2 separate regions of the Rattus norvegicus genome follow, and region 1 is linked to region 2. A link is a contact called in public Hi-C data. All regions are on one chromosome and are shown on one strand. The core of a region is the stretch at or near the end of the contact, and the rest is flanking DNA. Distances in the headings are between cores, read along the strand shown. Region 1 holds the start of Prpf38b (pre-mRNA processing factor 38B). Region 2 overlaps Fndc7 (fibronectin type III domain containing 7).

Region 1 (3,013 bases), core at 191-2,690, 45 kb after region 2:
CTAATTAGCCATTCATTTAACCAGGGAAATGCATTTATGGCGATTGAGCATGATTAATAGTGCATACCTCTACCTGCGACCCTGGGCTGCTCCGAGCCTCGCTGCAAGACTGAGTCAATCCTGCTAACGAAACAAGAACTGAGACAAGAGTGCAGTGAGGAGGCGCCAGGTGAGCTCCCCAGCACAGCCAAGCCAGCACCGACCCTGCCGCAGAAGCCCAGGGCCCAGATCATTCTAATTATGCCCAATGCACAGGTAGCTGAGACCTCAGACTCCTGACTTCCTACTGGGAAAAATTTCCAGGCCTTCTGTACACCTCTTTGCCCTGGCACACCACGCCACCCTCAACCCTTCCAGCCCACCCGACACACTCACTGGCCAATTTCTGTCTGGATTGGAGTTTAACGAAGAACACGAGGCCGACATTGAAGTAATTACTTCAGTAATTCCGCTGGCCCGAGGGGCAGCAGCAGAAGCACCAAGTTAGTGCTTAGTCGACACAGGTAAAAAGGAGTCATTTTTTAAATGGTGAAGTTGGACAGGCTTCTGGTATTACTTTTCTCCTCTCCCCTAGAATTCTTGCCCAACAGCTCCCTAGAGATAGGCAGGAGGTTGTGGTAGGTTAAAGATCGATTGTGGCGGGATCGCCCGGCTATTAAAAGAAAAAAAAAAAAGCAGAACAAAAAACAAAACCTGAAAAGGAAAAAGAGGGCGACCCTAGCCCGACCCGTCCCAAACCATCCCCAAGCCTCGCTTCTCCCTCCGCCAACTTTCCCCCTCCCCCAAATCCTCAGGTCTCAGGAGGGAGGGAAAGGGGGCGCATCCACGGCATCCGACAACCCGCTCTGGCGAACTTACCCCCAACACGAGGCCTAGAGGATGCGTACCTTAAAGTAGATCTCGTCCACCACCTCGTGGTAGGTCTTGAGCTCGTAGAGCTGCACTTTGAAGTAAGGCGACGACAGGATGTTGGTGAGGATCATGGGGTTGAGGTTCATGGTCTTCTCATTGCCCCACAGCGGCAGCACATTGCCCTGCTTGCCCGACACCGCCGGCTTGGTGGCGCCGCCGCCGCCACACTGCTGCTGCTGCTGGACCACGGCCGCAGCCGCCTGGTGCTGCGGTTGCGAGTTGCCGGTCAGCGCGGGGCTGTTGTTAGCCATGTTGCCGCGGCAGGAAGGAGGGCGGGAGGAGGGGGGCCAAGCTCGATCGCGCTCTTCGGGACAACGGTCCTGGACCTACTCCATGGAAGGCCGTCGGGGCAAAGAGCCCGCCGCGTTGTGCCCCAGCCGAGCGAGGGACTGCAACTGGGACGCCGACACAAGGACCCCGGGCTCAAGACGGACACCAAACACAGGCTGCGAGAAGTCCAGACGCAAGGCAGAACGGGCAGCCAAGGAGCTCGATCTCTTCCGCCAACTGCCCCTGGGAACAAGATGGCGGGCTCAGCGGAAGTGACGCGACACGTCCCGGCGTTCGAGCTAAGTCCGTGACCAATCAGAGCCGCTCGTGTGCGCAGGCGATTCCTTTTCCTGGTTGCGCGAGGTCGCTGCGCGTAGGATCGGCTTCGGTGGTCTGAGTGCTGGGCTCTTGTCTTTCTCCTGGGAATTTGGCTCAGGGGTAAAGGGGTCTAGACACAGTTGCTATGTTTTAGAGTTTGCATCGGTAGTTTGATTTTTCTCGAGACAGGAAGAGGGGTCTCGTGGCATTTATGTTCTGGGCTAATGCGTGACTGACTCCTGCGGAGTGGTCGAGGTCTCCTGAGTTAATTTTGTTAAGATTCTCCAGAAGGACTAGTAGAGTCAGGGAATTGACTCCGATAAGAGTCCTTGAGGCTTTCGCAGAGGTAATAGTGTCCTACCGAAAGTCGTAGACGGCCCCATTTTTTTCTCCTAATATTAGGATAATATTTTAACTGGGTTGTGAGCGTTTAAGTACTCTCAACTGGGTGTGGTGGCGTCCGCTTTAGTTCCAGTGCTGGGGAAGAAGGAGCAGATGGATCTGTGAGTCTGAAGCCAAGGCTACCTAGAGAGACCCAGTCTCAAACAACCAAACAGAAAATCTGCTACCCTGCCTGGAGTGCTTCCATCGAATCAAATCTATTATATTTTTAGGTAGGGTCTCACTGCGGCTGAGGCTAGCATGTAGCCCAGGTTGGCCTCAAACTCAGAACAGTCTTTCTGCCACAGCCTTCGAAATACTGGGATTTTGGTCGTGAACCACCACATGTAGTGATATGATAGTTCTATGGTACCGTTGTACTGGGCTAGGCCTCAGTTAAGGGAGTGGGGAGTGGAAATGGAGAAAAGGTGTGAAAGTAATCACAGTGTCTGCTGGCAGAGGCTACTGATAATTTAAGATTAATAGCGTTTGAGAGTTAAGAGACTGCAGAGAGCTCTGACTGTCTACTATTTACCATCTAATAAGCCTGATTTGGGCAGAAGATAGCTTGAGCATAGAAAACAAAATCTGGCTTAGAGATGGTAAATGGTACAGTTGGCAGGAAGCTGGGAGGATATGTCTTGGGGAGCAGTGGCAATAAAATGTCCATAATGTGTGAATTAAACATTAGGAATGTAATAATGCTTAAACCAAGGGTGTATTTATTTAAATCAGGCTAGGCTAGTTTTCATGACCACATCTGAAATGCCAGCATTCCAGAGACGGAGGCAGAACAATCAAGAGGCTGAGACTAGTCTGGGCTATATAGTAATCCAACTTTAAGAAGAATCAGGCTATTGGTGTAGTTCAATGATAGAAGACGTGTTTAGCATGGGCAGCATTAGTTTAATGCCAACATATGTTTGTTCTCCTATGCTCACTCATGTACATAAGCATTAGGGGCTGAGGATGTACATCAAAGGTAAAAACTCTATTAGCAAGCAAGAGTTTTAGCCCCATCACTGGAAAAAGAAAATAGTTCATATATAATTTAAAATATAACCTTAACAAATTTTGTATTACTTATATTAATATTTCTGGCTTCAGTCCACTCTTTAGAAATTGCCAGAAT
Region 2 (3,000 bases), core at 91-2,590:
GGCTCAACCAGAGACATGAGTAGTAAATAAGCTCCTTTGGTTTCTTGTTAGCTGTTTTGACAGTGTCTTGGGAGAATATCAACTCTAAGGAATGTTTCTCTAGGGCCAGTGTTTTGTTCCTTTGAAGTGAACGTTGGCAAGACAGGGGGCTTCTGACAATATGTTTATAAAACATGTAAAATGTCAAAAGTTTTTTTCCTCTAAGACTGGGGCTCTTTGAAAGGACACCGGACATTGCATTTTCATCATATTTGGGGCAGATTAAATAAAATTCATGCCTTAAAGCAATTCCTAAGGACTCACCGGGTTGATGTTGCTACGTACCTGTCTCCAGGGGCACACTGTAGCTGGGTAGGCTCTTTCCTGCCTGAGTTTCGGCCACAGCAGTGACAGAGAACACGGAGCCGCAGGGCAGGCCCCCCATCCTGCAGGTCTCCCCTGTGCTGCTGCACCGGAACAACCCCTTCTTCCCCTGGGCCGTCACTGTGTAAGTGGCTCCTTCATTAGTCGACCGCCAGTGCACATTGATCATAGAGAATGCATCCTTCGAAATATTTTTTATTTCAGGACTGCAAGGAGCTAAGAAGTATTAGATTAGTAATTAAAACATCGGAGTCAAATATACCCCATGTGCCATTTGGTCTCAAATGTATTCTTCTACTTGCTCCCTTCTACATCTAGCAAAACGACCATCAGGGCTGTAGGGTATGGATCAGTAGGTAGAGGACCTGCCTAGCATTCACGAAGTCCTGGGTTTTGTTCCCAGCACTGTATAAACTAGGCTGGGAAACCCAGGCCTTGAGTCCCAGCATTTGGGAGGGAGAGGCAGGAGGACCAGGAATCATCTTTGGCTACACAGTGAGCCTAAGAAACCTGGGCTTTATAAGACCCACTTCAAAAAAAATAAAGAATACATTGAAATGGAACCAAATATGGTGGCTTATGCCATGCCTACAATCCTAGTCTCTGTAAGCTGAAGCAAGAGGATTTCTGTGAGTTTAAGGCAACCCTAGGTTAAAGAGACCTATCTCAAAAGGAGAGGGGGTAAGCTAAGTTTGCTTTATTTTTTTAAAACACTACCTGATGGAGGGAAGGGATTGAAAGAGGACGATAACAGAGTGATAAAATATATCATGTATGTATGACATTGTGAAAAATTAAATAATATTCTTACAAAAAACCCCAAACCACAGTTTTCAAGCATACATGTACACAGGTCAGATTCACAGAACCTTTCCTCAGAAAACTGTTGATGTTGGCAGAGAGCATTAGGTTCCTGCAGCCTTGGGCCAACTGGAAAAATGGAGCATTTTGAACTTTAAAACCTCAAATAATATCCAAGATAAACACCTGCACACCTCCTGGCGTGCAGGCAGGCAGTCTCCAGGCAAAAGGAACCCAATAGCTGGGGTTGGTAACTAGGCCAGAACCACCCTCACTCTCCATGAGCTCCTCTGTTACCGTCTTTCCACAGTTTCTTCTCTGCCTCTGTCTTGAGTGTGGGTTTGGACACATGCATGCAGTGCCCACAGAGGCTAGAAGAGGGCATCAGATCACTGGAGCTGGACGTAGTTACAGGAGGTTGTAAACCTCCTGATGTGGGTTCTGGCACCTGAACTTATATCCCCTGCAGGAATAGTAAACACTCTCAAGAGCTGAGCCCCCTCCCCAGCCCCTTTTTCTGTAGACCTGGCTGCATAGCCATTCTGAGGCATAGAGCAAGGGTGACAATGGAGACATCAGTGAGTGATGGCCTACAGTACCTGTTGTGATAAAGTGGGAAGAGCATGACAGATTGCTGCCCCGGACCTCACTGAAGGAATACACTGTGACATTGTACTTGGTGTCACAATCCAAAGCAGAGAGAGTGCAAGCAGGAGCAGTGTCGTTGCACGCCACAACGCTGTATCCAGCTATGGCCTTGGTTTCATAGAGTTCAGCACCACGCACAGGAGACCAGGCAATCTCCACCCTGTCACTGGACACCAACACTGGGCTAATGTCACTAGGACAACAAGGAGCTGAAAGCAGAGGAGACCAAGGTCATTACAGGAGCCACCAGGGGGATCGAGTCTTAACCTCCCCATGACCAGACCCTCTGCTACTGTCCTCCTAAATGACTGCAAGAGGACCGACTGGTCAGCCCCAACCTTGACCTGATTCTCACCGCACCTGGGGCAAATCCTCACCATTGTCTCCAAGGGAGCAGCAGACCTCTCAGGTCTGCACCCGACCTGTGCTCTCGATTCTCTATGCCTGGAAGACTTTTGGTCTCTCTGCTAGAGAATCTGATCCCTTTTGTTTGATAAAAGTCATGCTGAACCTGAGTCCTCAAGTCCTGTCAGTCCACCTAGACACTAAATCAGATAAGGATGGGGAAGGAGTGCACAGAGTTGATAAGTGTATTAGTAAATCTTAGGGGAGGCCCCAAAGAACCCCACCGACAGACACCTAGCACCGCTTTCAATATCTCTGGTGTTCTTGCCCGCCTACATTCCATCCATTCTTGAACTCCAGTTCTAGGCCACTCCTGTGCTCTTGAGGCCTTGTTGACAACCTTCTCTAAATTCCCAAAACACCAATTACTTATCTCCCTCACCCTGGTAAAATTTATCATAATCCACCCTTAGCACATTTTAGAATTATAATATTCTGTAAACAATTCATTTCAAAGACACTCACTCAACCATTCTTCAAAGACCTAGCATCTCTCTGTGCCAACCACACCGTGATTAGCATTGATGCCAGAGAGACAAACAGAGCACAATCACTTCTGTAAGAGGCAAGCGTAAAGGAGGAGGGCAGTGATGGCTACCAAGATAACAGATGCTAATAATGACATAATAATAATGCAGATAAAATATTTACATTCCGCTCCATCACATGCCAAGTCTTTTCCACCTATATTGTTAATATCCGTCCCATTCGCAGTGGCGGACACACATCATCATCCTACTGTATGACTAACTCACAGGTCAAGTCGGACCTAATCTCAGGGGT

Evidence for each region. A called contact is a pair of places that touch in the nucleus more often than the background predicts.
Region 1: a contact with region 2 is called in a Hi-C map of liver, with 2.2 times the contacts expected there. The contact joins the promoter of Prpf38b here to the enhancer-like site in region 2. A contact is called at or near these places in 9 of 12 Hi-C or Micro-C datasets (the A7r5 cell line, the Rat2 cell line, kidney and 4 more) and 1 of 1 datasets of contacts at active chromatin or transcription factors (oligodendrocytes).

What each region holds. Positions count from the first base shown.
Region 1 is chr2:199,248,898-199,251,910 of GRCr8, forward strand. It overlaps Prpf38b (pre-mRNA processing factor 38B), which reads right to left and starts at 1,441. Exons shown (of 6, transcript NM_001024305.2): 1 at 888-1,441. The coding sequence starts at 1,163.
Region 2 is chr2:199,204,226-199,207,225 of GRCr8, forward strand. Fndc7 (fibronectin type III domain containing 7) reads right to left here. Exons shown (of 13, transcript NM_001107717.2): 7 at 1,764-2,021; 8 at 325-579. Among named protein-coding and RNA genes, the nearest start is that of Mir6314, 12 kb to the right of the region's middle. Within about 2 kb of position 1,341, at least 4 of the 93 cell types and tissues checked have an H3K27ac peak or open chromatin away from gene starts, as enhancers often do. A contact at or near this core is called in liver, where this site is marked.